Linked DNA regions of Sus scrofa: region 2 is linked to region 1. The links are chromatin contacts, called in public HiChIP or PLAC-seq maps. All regions are on one chromosome and are shown on one strand. Each heading gives the region's core, a stretch centred on a gene start, on an enhancer-like site or on the middle of the called end of the contact. The rest is flanking DNA. Distances are from core to core; before and after follow the strand shown. Region 1 overlaps EVL (Enah/Vasp-like). Region 2 holds the start of MIR345-1 (microRNA 345-1).

What was found. HiChIP or PLAC-seq counts read pairs in DNA pulled down with a chosen protein or histone mark.
Region 2: a contact with region 1 is called in an H3K27ac HiChIP or PLAC-seq map of skeletal muscle. The contact joins two enhancer-like sites. A contact is called at or near these places in 1 of 47 Hi-C or Micro-C datasets (fetal liver) and 1 of 2 datasets of contacts at active chromatin or transcription factors (skeletal muscle).

What each region holds. Positions count from the first base shown.
Region 1 is chr7:121,038,516-121,045,237 of Sscrofa11.1, reverse strand. It overlaps EVL (Enah/Vasp-like), which reads right to left. Exons shown (of 14, transcript NM_001244777.1): 5 at 5,190-5,251; 6 at 3,508-3,737; 7 at 2,714-2,835. Among named protein-coding and RNA genes, the nearest start is that of MIR342, 20 kb to the right of the region's middle. Within about 2 kb of position 2,342, at least 3 of the 83 cell types and tissues checked have an H3K27ac peak or open chromatin away from gene starts, as enhancers often do. A contact at or near this core is called in skeletal muscle, where this site is marked.
Region 2 is chr7:121,193,091-121,199,812 of Sscrofa11.1, reverse strand. It overlaps MIR345-1 (microRNA 345-1), which reads right to left and starts at 6,093; the gene lies at 6,014-6,093. Within about 2 kb of position 2,757, at least 23 of the 83 cell types and tissues checked have an H3K27ac peak or open chromatin away from gene starts, as enhancers often do. A contact at or near this core is called in skeletal muscle, where this site is marked.

The DNA.
Region 1 (6,722 bases), core at 1,093-3,592:
GCACCTGTGGGGCCGAGAGTTGCTCTGTCCCCTGTCCATGTCCCCAGAGGCCTGGGCTCGGGGAAGTGACCCGCCGGCTTGGGGGAGGGAGCACGAGGCCTTTTTCTATTACCTGAAAGATCCCCCTACCTGGAGCGGCAGCCATGCCCTCCCTGACCTGGGCACCACGGAGGGCCTGGACGTGCCCAGAAAGGAGAGATTCCAAGAGACGCCCCCGGTCCTGTTGCACACCTGCCTGCAGGGATGGGCTCTCTCCTCACAGGGTGAAAACTCGCTCCCCTTTTGAGGCCTCAGGGTTGCCTCCCTCTGGCTAAGGCCCATGTCTACACAGGTCAGGCCCTTCTTATTCTCCAATGACATGGCCCTGGGGGTCTGCAGCTCTGTGAAGCCACCAGGACATGCAAGTCTTGGCCTCAGGAGGTGAGTGGCCCATCAAGGGGGAAGCTGGCCTGTGGCCAAGGACCGTGGGCCTCCTCCTTCGTTCTGCTTACCCCAGGACAGGTCTAGCCACCTGCGGCTCCTCCTCGAAGCCCAGACTTGGGCCCAACCCTTTTCTCGCAGCAGCTCGCCCCTTGGTCTATCTCTGCACTTTGCTTCCAATTGGCAGTGCCCTGCCTTCAGCACAAGCACCATCTGTCGCCATGGCCTGCCACTGCCCGGGACATTCGGCTCCCACCCAGAGCCAGTGTTCGATCTTTTAAAAACAGACCACAGAATTGGTACAACCACTGTGGACAACCGTACGGAGGTTCCTCAGACAACGAGATATAGAACCACCATGTGATCCAGCAGTTCCACTCCTGGGCAACCATCCAGACAAAGCTTTCATTCAAAAAGACACATGCACCCTTATGTTCACTGCAGCATTATTCACAAGAGCCACGACATGGAAACAACCTAAATGTCCATCCATCCGGAGATAAATGGATTAAGATGTGGTACCTACATACAATGGCATACTCGGCCATAAAAAGGAACAAGATAATGCCGTTTCCATTAGAGACTCTCATGCTAAGTAAGGGGAGTCAGGAAGAGAAAGCTAAACACCACATGATATCACTTATATGTGGAATCTAAAACAAGGCACAAATGGAGTTCCCATGTTGGTGCAGTGGAAACAACTCGACTAGCATCCATGAGAAAGCGGGTTCGATCCCTGGCCTTGCTCAGTGTGTTAAGGATCCAGTGTTGCCATGAGCTGTGGTGTAGGTTGCAGAAATGGCTCGGATCCCCCATTGTTGTGGCTGTGGGGTAGGCTGGCAGCTGTAGCTCCGATTCAACCCCTAGTCTGAAACTTCCATATGCCACAGGTGCGGCCCTTAAAAAAAAAAAAAGAAAAGAGGCACAAATGAACCTACCTACAGAACAGAAACAGACAGACTCACGGACAGAACAGACTTGTGGTTGCCAAGGGGGAGGGGGAGGGAGTGGGAGGGACGGGGAGTTTGGGGTTGGTGGATGCAAACTACTTCATTTAGGATGGATGAGCAGTGAGGTCCTGCTGTCCAGCACAGGGACCTCTACGCAAGCCCTTGTGACAGAACAGAACACGACAGGGAAGAGGAGATCTGAGGAAGGGCCACGTTGCGGTACCGCAGAAATTGACAGAACATTGTAAATCGACTGGAATGAAACATAAAAATAAAAACATACAGCAGAGCAGGCCATTCCAGTCCCCGGGAGCACTCAGCTCTGGTCCTCGGACAGAGGGGGCTGGAACGCCAGTAGGACCTTCGTTCCAAGAAAGGGCCTGTGAGGGCAGCTCCCTGCCGGCCCCACCCAGCGTCCCGCACAGAGGTGGATTCTAAGAGCAGCAGGACCGAGCTTGCCAGGCGTGCAGGGCATTTGTTCCTGGTGGGTCTTGCTCTGCCACCTGCACCTGGCGCCTCACTGGCTCCTGACACACCAGCCGTCTCCTGCTCTCGGAAACCTCCTCTGCTTTTGTTCTAGACCGTGGAGGCCAAGCTGTTGATGTGAACACAGTGCCACTGGACTTGGGGGAGTGTGAATATTTTCTCTTCAGAAACACCTTCTATTTTTGCCCGAGGCCCCTCTGGGATGGAATCCCCATGGGAGCCCGAGGCTCTTTCTTCCAGCTCCGTCCTGTGCCCTGGGGGCACCTCCTGGGAGCAGCACTCTCTCCTCCTGCCTCAGCCCGCAGCACCTCCTCTGTGAAGCCCTCCTGGCTCCCCTGGGATCCCTGTGCAGCCACTGTCACCCTGCACGCCTTCAGTCACTGTCTGCCAACCGTCCACGAGTCTGCCCTGCCTGGGCGCCTCGAAGCTCAGGCCCTGCTGAGGCTCGCAGATGTCGGCCTGCACTGTGGGCCCGCCTTGCCGCTCCATCTCCTCCAGGCAGGCTCCCCTCTGTGCCGTCCCCGCTGTGTGCAGGGAGGCCCTGGGCCAGCCCTGGCCGTGACCGGCTCCAGGGGCCTGTTTCCCACGTGTCCTTGCAGGGCCGTGTGGGTTTTATGACCACCAGGCACAGAGGGCTTCTGCCCGGGTGGGTGGCAGCGGGAAGAGCCTGGAGCCTGAGAGAAGGCAGGAGGGGTCACTGGTGGAGCAAGGCCCCTCTGGCTGCTTTTTCTGGACAAGGCGCATTCTGACGAGCGAGGCCCTCTGGTGCCCAGCAAGCCACGGCCCTGGGAACCGGCCAGCGTGTTCTGGCTGTCGTGAGCAACAGGTGCTGAGTTTGGGGCGGCCTGAACCCTCACCTCTTGGCCAGCAGTTTGTTCATTTCTTCCATGAGGCCTCCTCCTCCACCCCCACTGCTCGCCCGGTTGGCGTCAGACTTTGAGGTCCCGCTGGGACTGGAGCCTCCGGGCGCATCTTCTGGCTGAGGGCAGAGGGTGCGGCATTTCAGTCTGAGGTCCCCGGCAGGACACTGCTCGAGGGGGGGGGCCAGGGCCGCGTGGGAGTGGGGACGTGGGAGCCCTATGACGGCAGTGCTGGGAGAGGCTGGAGGGCCTAGTCCCACCTCCTCCCACTCCCCTGCTGGCGACAAAACCAGAGTCCAGGGAGCGGCTGGGACCGAGGCCCAGAGTTCACAGACACCCCCAGGTGCGTGGTCAGCGCTCTCGCCAAGGTGACCGTGACATGAGGGGGAGGAGGGCCAGTTCTGCCCCAGGGGTGATCTGAGACCCGTGGCCACACGCACAGCCTTCTCCCAGAAGCACCGCCTTCCAGGACAGATGGGCCTGCCCGAGGGAGCTGAAGGCTGTGGATGTGAACTCAGGAGACCCAGGGCCTGTGTCCAGACCCCGCGAGGGAGGCCCTGCGAGCCTTGGACGGGTCGTTTAGACTGTGCCTCAGTTTCCTCAACTGCGAGGTGCTGTCACCTGCCCCCACTTGCGAGGAGGGAGCAGCACCTCGTGTGCTTACTGCTCCAGATGCAGGGCGGCCCAGCGTCCTCGAGCGACTGTGACCAAGGATTGGGACGTGCCGTCTGGATGGGGAGGGTGGCACTTTGCCCCCCCGCCCGCCCCCGCCACCTGCCGGGGCTGCTTACCCGCGGGACTCTTCTCAGCTTGGCCCCAGCCAGGGCGGCGGCCAGGCCCGACACGGAGCTCTCGTCGTGGCTGGTGCCCTGCGCGCCTCCAGCCGGCAGTGGGGGTGGGGGAGGCGGTGTGGCCCCCGTGGGCGGAGGTGGGACGGGGGGTGGGGGTGGCGGTGGAGGCCCGCTACAGGAGAGGGGGGCACTGGCTGCGGAGGAGGGGTGTCCCGGTGGCAGGAGGGGTCCTGGAAGACAACGGTGGGCTCGGTCAGTCCCCAGCCCCGGCTGGTGCCTGCCTGGGCGCAGGGACAGAGGGTGGCCTGCTCCTTCCAGGGACGAGGAGCAGCTCAAGGCTGCCTCTTCCAAGAAGCCCCTGTCCAGTCCCTCCATACATTCTGGGGCAGGGCTGGACCCCCAGTGTCGCACCCTCGCTTAGCGTCCCTTGAGCTCAGCGAACTCTCTTGCTCAAGTGCGGCCTTCCGGCGGGAGAGGAAGCTCCCCGGAGCACAAGGGCATTTTCTTCCCTCTCGGCACCCAGCACCCTCCTAGGTACTGGCAGACGTGAGTCCCTGAGAGGCAATGGGGACTGACCCTTGGCCTCTGGGTCAGGCAGCTGGCAGGTAGCCGTGGGCCGCAGGGCAAACTGGGGCGTGTGTCCAGGAGCCACGCTGCATGTGGGCAGCCTCCTGTCCCCTGCCCACCATCCACGCTGCCTGTGCCTCTGCTCGTGGCCTGGAGGAAGCATGAGCTGATCACACAGGTTGACTGCACACCTGTAACCGGCAGGGTGACAAACGCCACCCTGGCCTATGGAGAGGGGCTCCAGCCTGGCTGGAGGTCCATGGAAGGCTTCCTGAGGGAGGGAACAACGGGTGGCCGGGCCTGAGCACAGAGTTCAGTCTGGTGGGCGTGAGGGAGGAGCAGCAGGAGCGCCGGGGGCAGGGCAGCAGGTCTGCGGGGACCAGGCCTGCACACTGGGTTTTCTCGAGGGACAGGGAAGGGCCGACTTGAGGACAGGGTCAGGCCTGCTTTAGGAAAGCGTAGCGGGGGCAGAGCGGGAGCAGGAGCGCCGGTGTGCCTGCAATAGCAGAGCTGAGAGGAGGTGGCGCCAGCCAGCATCCTGGCGGGCAGAGCAAGGAGAGCATTCCCCGCTCACTCACGGGGGCTGAGAGGCCGGGGGGGCAGGGGAGACAGAGGATACGAAAGGCCTGTGTGACTCAGAAAGCCCCGGACTTAAATCAACGTGACCGTTTTCCAAACTCCCTTCTGCTCTGCTGTGCCGAGCAGTTCCCGGGCAGGACTGAAGCCACGCCTCCCCCGCAGTCTCCCCCGACCCCTGACCCCCGAGCCTCTACCCCCCACACTGACTTGGTCACCGCACGTGCCCCACGATGTCGGTCCCCGTGACTGGACAGTGACCTCGCTGGGCAGGGTCTGCATCTGCCTAGGCCACTGCCTGAGACATGGTCACTCGGGGAACGGCGGGTGGGGTGGTGGTGGCTGGACCAGGGTGAGGGATCCCCACACCCTCTGCTCTGTTTCTCTGTTCCCCATGTCCACTGGATGTGGCTGTCAAACTTCGAGGCCTGTACAACCTGCAGCATGTCACCAAGTTCCCAGTGTGTCCCTGGGCACCACCTAAGTGACAGGGCTGCCAGCTGGGCACGGTATGGGGAGCAGGCCCGAGGGGCTCTCACCTGTGCCTGAGGCCCTTCTCTCCAGAGACTCCTGGCGCTGCTGCTGCTGCTCCATCACTTGTCTGAAAAGCAATGGGAGCAGAGTGGGCCTGACTGCTCGGAGCGAGAACAACGCGGCCGTAGCCGGGTGTCGCTGGCGCCTGGCCCGGGCCCGGCAGTGAGCTCTCCTTGTCCCACCCGGGTTCTGGATGCCGGAGTCGCGGCCCCACTTGACAGAGGTGGAGCGTGACAGGTTCCAGGCCTGCTGTGCAGACGCCCGGGCAGGGAGCCCTCAGGAAGGCTCAGGTGACCGTGTGGCCGAGTGACCAAGCTCTCCCCGAGGCTGGACAAGCCCACCTGGCTGTTGGGACCCAAGGCCTCGGCAGACTTGACCTCAGGATGGCTGGTTCTTACGGCACCCGGCGAGGTTCCTGGCACAACCTTCAGGCGTCGTTGGCTACCAGAGAAGCAGACGCCAAGGCTGCCCCGCCGCATCCTGTCGCTGCCGAGCCAGCGGCAGGCCCACCTCCGTGCAAGTGGCTGCTTGGAAGGCAGCTCCGCAGAGCCCCGAGCTAACCTCTGGGTTGCTCTAAAGGCTGGGCCAGTGGGGACCTGGCACCACAGCCTCTGGGGCTGAGATGCGGGGGCAGGAGGGGCTCGAGGAGTCTAGAGACGGGGACGTGACAAGGCCCCAGCTGCTGACAGCCAGCCTTGGACCTGCTAAGGGGGCGCGGGGCCCGGCTGCGGGCCCTGCCTCTGTAGGGAGGCGGGAAGGGGTGAGTGTGGGGCTGTGCACAGCGAGGTGGGGCGGCGCTGGTGCTGGCGCCGCGTGGGCACGCAGCAGCCGCTCAGCCCATTCTTGCGTGGAACAAGCTGCTTCCACCTTGGAGAAACGTCGGGGTCGGGGATTCCTGCGGGACCAGGGCCCTTCAGAGGTAGAGAGCTTCCTGGTTCCTGTGCTGGGACTCAGGGCTTTGTGATCACAGCTGTTCATTTCCTGTTGCTGAGCCTGAGCCTCTTCTCCGTGAAACAAGCATAACAACACCTGTTTCATGAGGTTCTTGAAAGGCTTATGCCCGATACCTAAAACGATAACCCCAAAGACCCTTTGATCCTATAGATGTCTGAAAAGCTCCCAGCAGCACGTGCACTGGCTTCTCCATCCAAATTGGCGAGACATTACCCCAGCTCCGACCTGTCCAGCATCCACATGCTTAGAAACCCTCAGCAAGAAGACACCCTCTGAAGATACTTAAAAATCAGCTACAAACGTGTGATGCTGTGTGTGAGAAAACAGGAAGGGTCCTGGGTTGGAGTCACTACCCACTGTCTGATGTCATGCCCCCTCTCCTCTGGGCCTCCCTCCGTGGTGACTGGCAGGGGAGCAGGATGCCTGCTCCGTGGTTTGACCCCTGCGGTTCACAGACTGACCTCCAGGGGTCACTTGGCCCGTGGATAGCTGACCGCAGACCACACGGAACTGCTGCCCTCTTGCAGGCAGCGACCTCTACCCTTGGACTTGGGCAGGGGGCTCGGATCGTTTCCGTGGTTGGC
Region 2 (6,722 bases), core at 1,508-4,007, 150 kb before region 1:
CCCGTTGTGGCTCAGCAGTAATGAACCCAACTGGCATCCATGAGGATGCAGGTTCGATCCCTGACCTTATTCAGTGGGTTAAGGATCCAGCATTGCCGTGGTGTAGGTTGCAGACGTGGCTGGGATCGGGTGTTGCTATGGCTGTGGTGTAGACCGGCAGCTGCAGCTCCGATTCATGCAGACTGGGAATTTCCAAATACTGCAGGTGTGGCCCTAAACAAACAAACAAAAAAAGATACCTGAGCTATTTTGAACTATCACATACTTTGCCATCTGGGCAAGATTTGCAGGGACAGAGAGGCGGTGCAACGTCCAGGCAAAGGACTCTGGAATCCAGAGTGGGCCCTGTAGGGCCGGGCGGACTCCGGACATCAGTAGCCCCGATATTTCCAGAAAGCTCCTTGGCAGGACTGGACAGGGTCAAAAGAGCCCAGGTGCACTCCCGTCTCACTCTATGACTGGGAGCAAACCACGGAGCCCCCCCAGGCTCAGTTTCTTCCTCTGTAAAATGGGACAGGAGACAAGTATGCCTCCTCTGGGCTTGGCACCTGCCGTGCTCTACCTGGATCAAATAATGCCCAGCTGGTTGCTGCAGACCACACGGCCACAGGCAGGCGGTGGCTGGTGTATCTCTAAGGTGTGACTGGCTCTAGGTGAGAGAAGCCCCCACCTCGGTGCTCCCAGACACTCGGGCCTCCCACTGACATCCTGAGGGGTTAGGGCCCTGGCTGCCAGGACCTCGGGTTTGCAAAGCATATGACAAAGCGTTTTCTGCAGTCTCCCCTGCCTGTGCCTCCACGCTGGCAACAGGCCAACAGGAAGAGCTGCAGCTCCCACTCCTGCCACCAGGGGCACCAGACACCACTGCCTTTAGCTTGAGCTCAGCCCAGGCATCAGACCCAAACTCCAGGCCCCCTGGAGCCACCGTTGTGTTACAGGTGAGGATACCGTGGGCCAGAGAGGAACAGCCGGTGACACTGGCGAAAGACCTGAAATTTGAGCCCAGCTCTGCCGTGGGGGACACCAGTGAACGCAACCCCGTGACTCAGTTTCCCTATCTGCACACAGGGTCAACTGCTGCCTGTGGCAGGGTTAGCGCTGGTAGGGACTTTGAAGGCTCCCGGCAGGAGCTGTCAGACAGAGCAGAAGTGAACCTCAGAGTGCCAGCCAGCAGCCTCAGGCCTGCCCCCAGGCACGTCATGGCCTTGTCTCTTCAGTTCCCTGGCACCAAAGCCGTAGCCAAGCCCTTCCCGTCACTACTTGCAGCACTTCCCGCTGGCCACCTTCACAGCCTGCCCAGGACACAGCATCTTCAGCCCGGGGGTCCCCTGGCTGGAAGGGCTGAGAGGGTCCCTCCACCTGGTGACTTGCCTGGACCGGGTGACCTCTGACACCACCCAGATCCAAACCCCAGGGGACTGGATTGAGGAGTGAAGTTCTCTCCAAAGCGGGGCTGAGGCCCAGCATGTCTGTGACGGGGGAAAGGAAGCTGTCAATTGTTCACTCACTCCAGGGCACACCTCCTTGTACGGCCTCACGTTAGGTGCTGGGACCCAAAAATAACTTGATACTACCCTTGCCTCTGCAGCCCAAGCGTGGCAAGGAAGTGAATCAATTATCTATTACTGCAGGAGAAATTATGCCCAAATTTAGAAGCTTACAATATCATTTATTATCTCACATTTTCTGGGCCAGAAATCCAGGAAGAGCTATGTTTCGTGGCTCTGGCTCGGGGTCTCCCATGAGGCTGTAGTCAAGCTGTCAGCCAGGGCTGCTCCACCTGAAGCTTGGTGGGGCTGGAGGACCCCTCCAGGGTGAGGCGCTCACGAGGCTGTCAGCCGGAGGTGTCAGATCCTGGTCTCCTGGACCCCTCCCCGGGACTGCCTGAGTGTCCCCACAACATGGTACCCGACTTCCCCCAGACCCGGGGGCCCAAGAGCGAACAGAGGGCAGCCTCAATGCCTTTATGCAGTCGTGTCTGCTCCGGAAGAGGGTGGGGACCCACTCACAGGCAGCACAGGAGCACCTGCCTGCATGGGCGTCCGCAGTGTGGACAGGACCGGCAAGGGGTTAGGCTGAAGGAGGGTCAGGACGGGGAGGGGCTTGGAACACGCCGGCTAGAGCCCGTGTACACATCTCATTGGTCCAGGGGAAGCAGCGGGCCTGGTGGGGCAGGAGCTGGGACAAAGTGCCAGGGACGAGGTGCTGCCTGAACCAGCCCTGAGGGCTGGCCCACCCAGATCCCCGCCAGCCCCGGCCGAGTGGCACAGAAGCCGAGAATCAGGCACCCAGGGGGGGCCGAGGAAGGGCCTGTGGTGGCAACTCAGAGGGGCCTGAAGCAGCAGGGTGGGTGGCAGAGGGGGCACGGTCCTCCCAGCTCAGCTGCCCCGGGGAAACGCTGCCCTGTTGGGCACTGGCTCATGTGCCCGGCAGGGTGGCTGTCTGAGGCCAGACAGGTAGGACAGAGGGAGCCACAGGAGGGAGGGGGGACACAGAGCTAGCAGAGGCCCCTCCCACCTGGAGAGGTTCTGGGGTAGGGGAGCTCCGACTCTGGTTCCAATAAGGACGGCAGGGCTCTTGGTTCTAGGATGCCAAGGCCTTTCAATCAGCCTCCCCAGGGGCCTGCCTGCTTCCTCTGGGGCCAGGGACGGGACCTTCTGGACCTGCCTCTGGGCTCAGTACAGGTCGTTCCCTGCCCGCTCCCCTGCCCCCCCCATCCCAGCCTGGGTGGGGGCACAGTGCCCTCCTCTGGCCACAGCCCTGGGTGCCTGCTCACACTGCCTGTCAGCCTGGGACAGTCACAGCAGGAGCCCCTAGAGGGCATAGCTCAGGCCTGGCCCAGGGGCAGCAAACACCCACCGTGTCCACGCTTGGCTGAGCTCCCCGAGCCCAGGCCCTTTGTCCTGACCAGCTGGCCCCACCCAAGCGGGGTCCAGCCCTTTGGCCTTTGGGGACAGCCCCGGCAGATCCCCTTAGCTCTATTTTTACCCCAGGCACACTTGCCAAGACTATTTATATCATATGCCCATCTTGAGTTTCTGGCCACCTCAGCTGCCAGCCGGAGCCTCCCTCACTCCTGCCTGCGGGTCCACTGCAAGGCCAAGGGCAAGCCGAGCATGGCGGAGACCACGGCTCACCTGGGGGGAGAACACAGCTCACCTGGGGAGGTAGCACCGGGGAAAAGGGAATGTTTCCAACTTAACCAAGACGCAAGGAACCCACGCAGCGCAGTGACCGCCTTGGGGCTGAATCAGTTCAGCGGAGAGAAGCCGCTCCTCTGAGTCTGCCCGGCAGGAGGACTCTGGGCGCCGTGGACGCCAGAGGCTGGCTGGCTGGCTGTCCTCAAGGGGTCCCAGGCCCTCTACCCTCTGAGGCCCAAAGCAGACCCGCTCCCTGGGGAGCTGGAGTCGCTCCCAGAGGCTGGAGGGACTTCCAGAAGGCAGGTGTTTATCCACCTGGAGAGAGACCCACTGGGCAGCACCCATGGCTGGGTCCCGAGGCCTCCAGCACAAAGCCACCCCACCTGTTCAGGGCAGCAGCCATGAGAGGACTTTGCTGGGCCAGGACCTGGAGCCCAGCTGTGGGGTCAGAACTTAAGAAGCCTTTAGGAAAAACTTCAGTACCTCGGCTGATTAATTTGTTTCCATCCTCTGTGCCCTGACAGCCAAAGGCAGAGAGCCAGGTTTTGTTCTGGAAGAACAACAGCAGGGCTGGGTCAGCCCCTGCTCCCTGCCGGCTCTGCGAGCTCCTTCACTTGCTCTGGGCCCTCGAATCCTCCTGAACCCATTTTACAGACGGCAAACCTGAGGCAAAGACGGCTCATAGGCTCACACAGCCAGGAGGGGTCTGTCCAAGTCGAGAGCAAAGAGCAAAACTGAGCCAGAGCCTCCTGAACCTGTCCTCGGAGATGGCCGGTTTCAAAGCAGACCTTGCCACACCGCCTCCCGGAGGGCCAAGGCGGGGCTTGGGATCCGCAGGTTAGCTGCCTCCCTGTGTGACTCCAATCCCTGAGGTCAAGCAGCGGGGACCTGTGGCCACACGGCAGGACCAGAGCCCAGATCCGCCCACCCAGGACGGGCTCCTTGCCGGCCTTCACCCCTTGCCGTGTGCCAGGCTCTGTTCAGTGGGGAGTCCCCGTTGTGGCTCCGCAGAAACGAACCCGACTCATAATCACGAGGATGCGGATTCAATCCCTGGCCCTGCTCAGTGGGTTAAGCATCCAGCGTTGCCACAAGCTGAGGCACAGGTCGCAGATGAGGCTCAGATCCAGTGTTGCTATAGATGTGGCACTGGCCAGTGGCTACAGCTCCAATTTGACCCCTGGCCTGAGAACGTCCATATGCCACAGGTGTGGCCCTAAAAAGGAAGAATAAAAAAAAAAAAAAAAAAAAAAAAAAAAAAAAACAAAAACAGGCAAGGTCCCATGCTGGTAGAGCCAACATCCTAGCGCTAGAGGATAAACACAGGAACACACACTGGCTCGAGCAGCTGGGCGGGAGTAGGGAGGGGGTGGGCTGGGGGGCTCTCCACTCTAGACAGGGGGACCAGTCAAGCCCCTTTCAAGGAGCTGAGCATTGGGCGGGAACCTGAGTTCCGGAGATGACCTTCGGAAGGCTGGGAGCAGATGCCCTTGCCCAGTGGAAGCAGCTGGTGCAAAGGCTCTGAGGTGGGAGTGAGCTTGGAGTTGTGAGGGTGGGGCCAGGGCACGCTGGGCTCTGAGACCCTGAGCTTGGGTTTTATTCTAAGGGGGGGGGGGGTCAGGGAACAGCCCAGCTCTTCCCGCCAGTCTTTGCCCAGGAGCTCGGGAACCTGTTCCAGCGGCTTCCACCCTGGAATTACACCTACCCTTGCTCCCAGCCCCACCCTCTGTACCCTCCAGCACAGCCTAACTCCCCAGGAGGTCTACACGGCCTGCACCTGCGCCCACCCCACCCCACCTCACCCGCCCTGTGAAACCTTGAGCTCCACCCAGCCTTTCTCCGCACAGCCTCCGGTCACTGACTCCAACAGATTCCAGAGTGAGAACATGAAGAACCCTTTTTTTTTTTCCCACCTGCTGGTGTTTCTAAGTTTTCCACACCAACCTGTCGTGGGTAAGAAAGCATAAAAGCTGTGCAAAATAAAAACTTGGCTGCACACTTTCAGTGGCCTGACTTGACCCCTAGTCCTCTGTGGCCCTATTCCCCACCCCTTGCTGTCCTCCTGTGTCGGGCCCCTCCAGCCCCTTAGAGGCTGGGGTCTGAGCTGGGATGGGGGAGGGTCTTGGGGCTCCGTGGAACAGGACATGTCTGTAAAAGCACATTGTGTGCTGTAATTTTATCCTCGGGAAGCGAAGCAGAACAACAGACACAAACCCCAGCGGCTGATGTAATAGCGAGGCCCATGGAGCCAGCTCATTCACTTGGCCGTGACTCCTTCACTTTTTGTCTCATCTCCCCCCTAACTTCTCCCCTCTAATTGCAGCAGGAGGCCCTGGAGGTCAGGGAGGAGGGTCAGCCTGGGCCCCTGCACCAGCTCCCCCACCTGGATCCCGGCGGGATCTGCAGAAACAGGGCTCCCCTCCCAGGAGCTTTTCGGAAGCTCAAGAATTGCATGTCTACTGTGTACCAGGCCGCTGGGACCCTTCCCAAGGACCCCCAAGGAGTCAAGGCTCATGCAACCTGCACCAAGCGCGACATTAACTTAAAGGCACTTGCAATCTCTTAAAAACAACACAACGCAGGTCCTCCGTCTTCTATCAGTCGTTCCATATTAATATTCTTACCGCCTGGTCAAGGTACTTGATTTCCCTCTCAAATCTCCCCAAACAGGGGTGGATGCTGCAAGCATTTATGCTTTACTTCCTAAGGCCTCAGCAACCCAGGAACCCCCTTCCCAGGAGTGAGTTGCCTGGATGACGGTGGTCCGGTTCAGTGGCCATGGCCGTGGCCTTGGAGGCCTCCAGCTACCCACGTATTTCCACAGTCAACTCCTGCCTTGTGGAGCATGAGCTGGGCCTGAGGCTGGCGAAATGCAAACCCAGGCCTCCAGACCCCTAGTTCAGGGCCCACCAGCCATCACAAGCACTGGACTAGGAGTCAGCAGACCTGGGTTTGGGGGTCTCTTCGTAATGAATGTTCTATTTCGATTGGAGGAAGCATAAAAGGAAACCCCACGGGGTGGTCGGATTCCCAGTGGCCTGTGTATCACCGTGGTCACTTCCTACATACCCCTGCCCTATTTCCCTAGTACCGAGCATACGTGATCTTCAAAACCTGTCTGGGAGCTACATGTCCACTGTAACCCCCCTGCGGACTTCAGACACGGTGAAATGCCAGTACAAGAACTGTGAAGATCTGCCACCCGGAAATACCGCAGGAGCCTGAAGGAGGAAGTTGGGTCCACGCCTGAAGGTGTCATCTGACTCCGTGAGGGAGAAAGTGCCCAGCCAAGACCAGTCCCAACTGCGACAGCCTGGACTTCAAGTGGTGCTGGGGAAGGACAGCAGGGGGAAGTCACCAGCCAGGACCCTCCCCAGGGAGCAGGGAGGGTCCCTTGCCACTGCCAATCTCCAGGACAGTGGGAGAGGAGGCGGGAGCGGCGTCGGATTTGGCTCCTGCTTAGCCACCCCCCCAACCTCCCCCCACACAGCTACCCGCGTCGACCGCACAGCCCAGGGCCTTCCCACTTCAGCGCACACTCTACCTCACTCCCACCCCGACTCTCCAGCCCAAGGCCTCCCA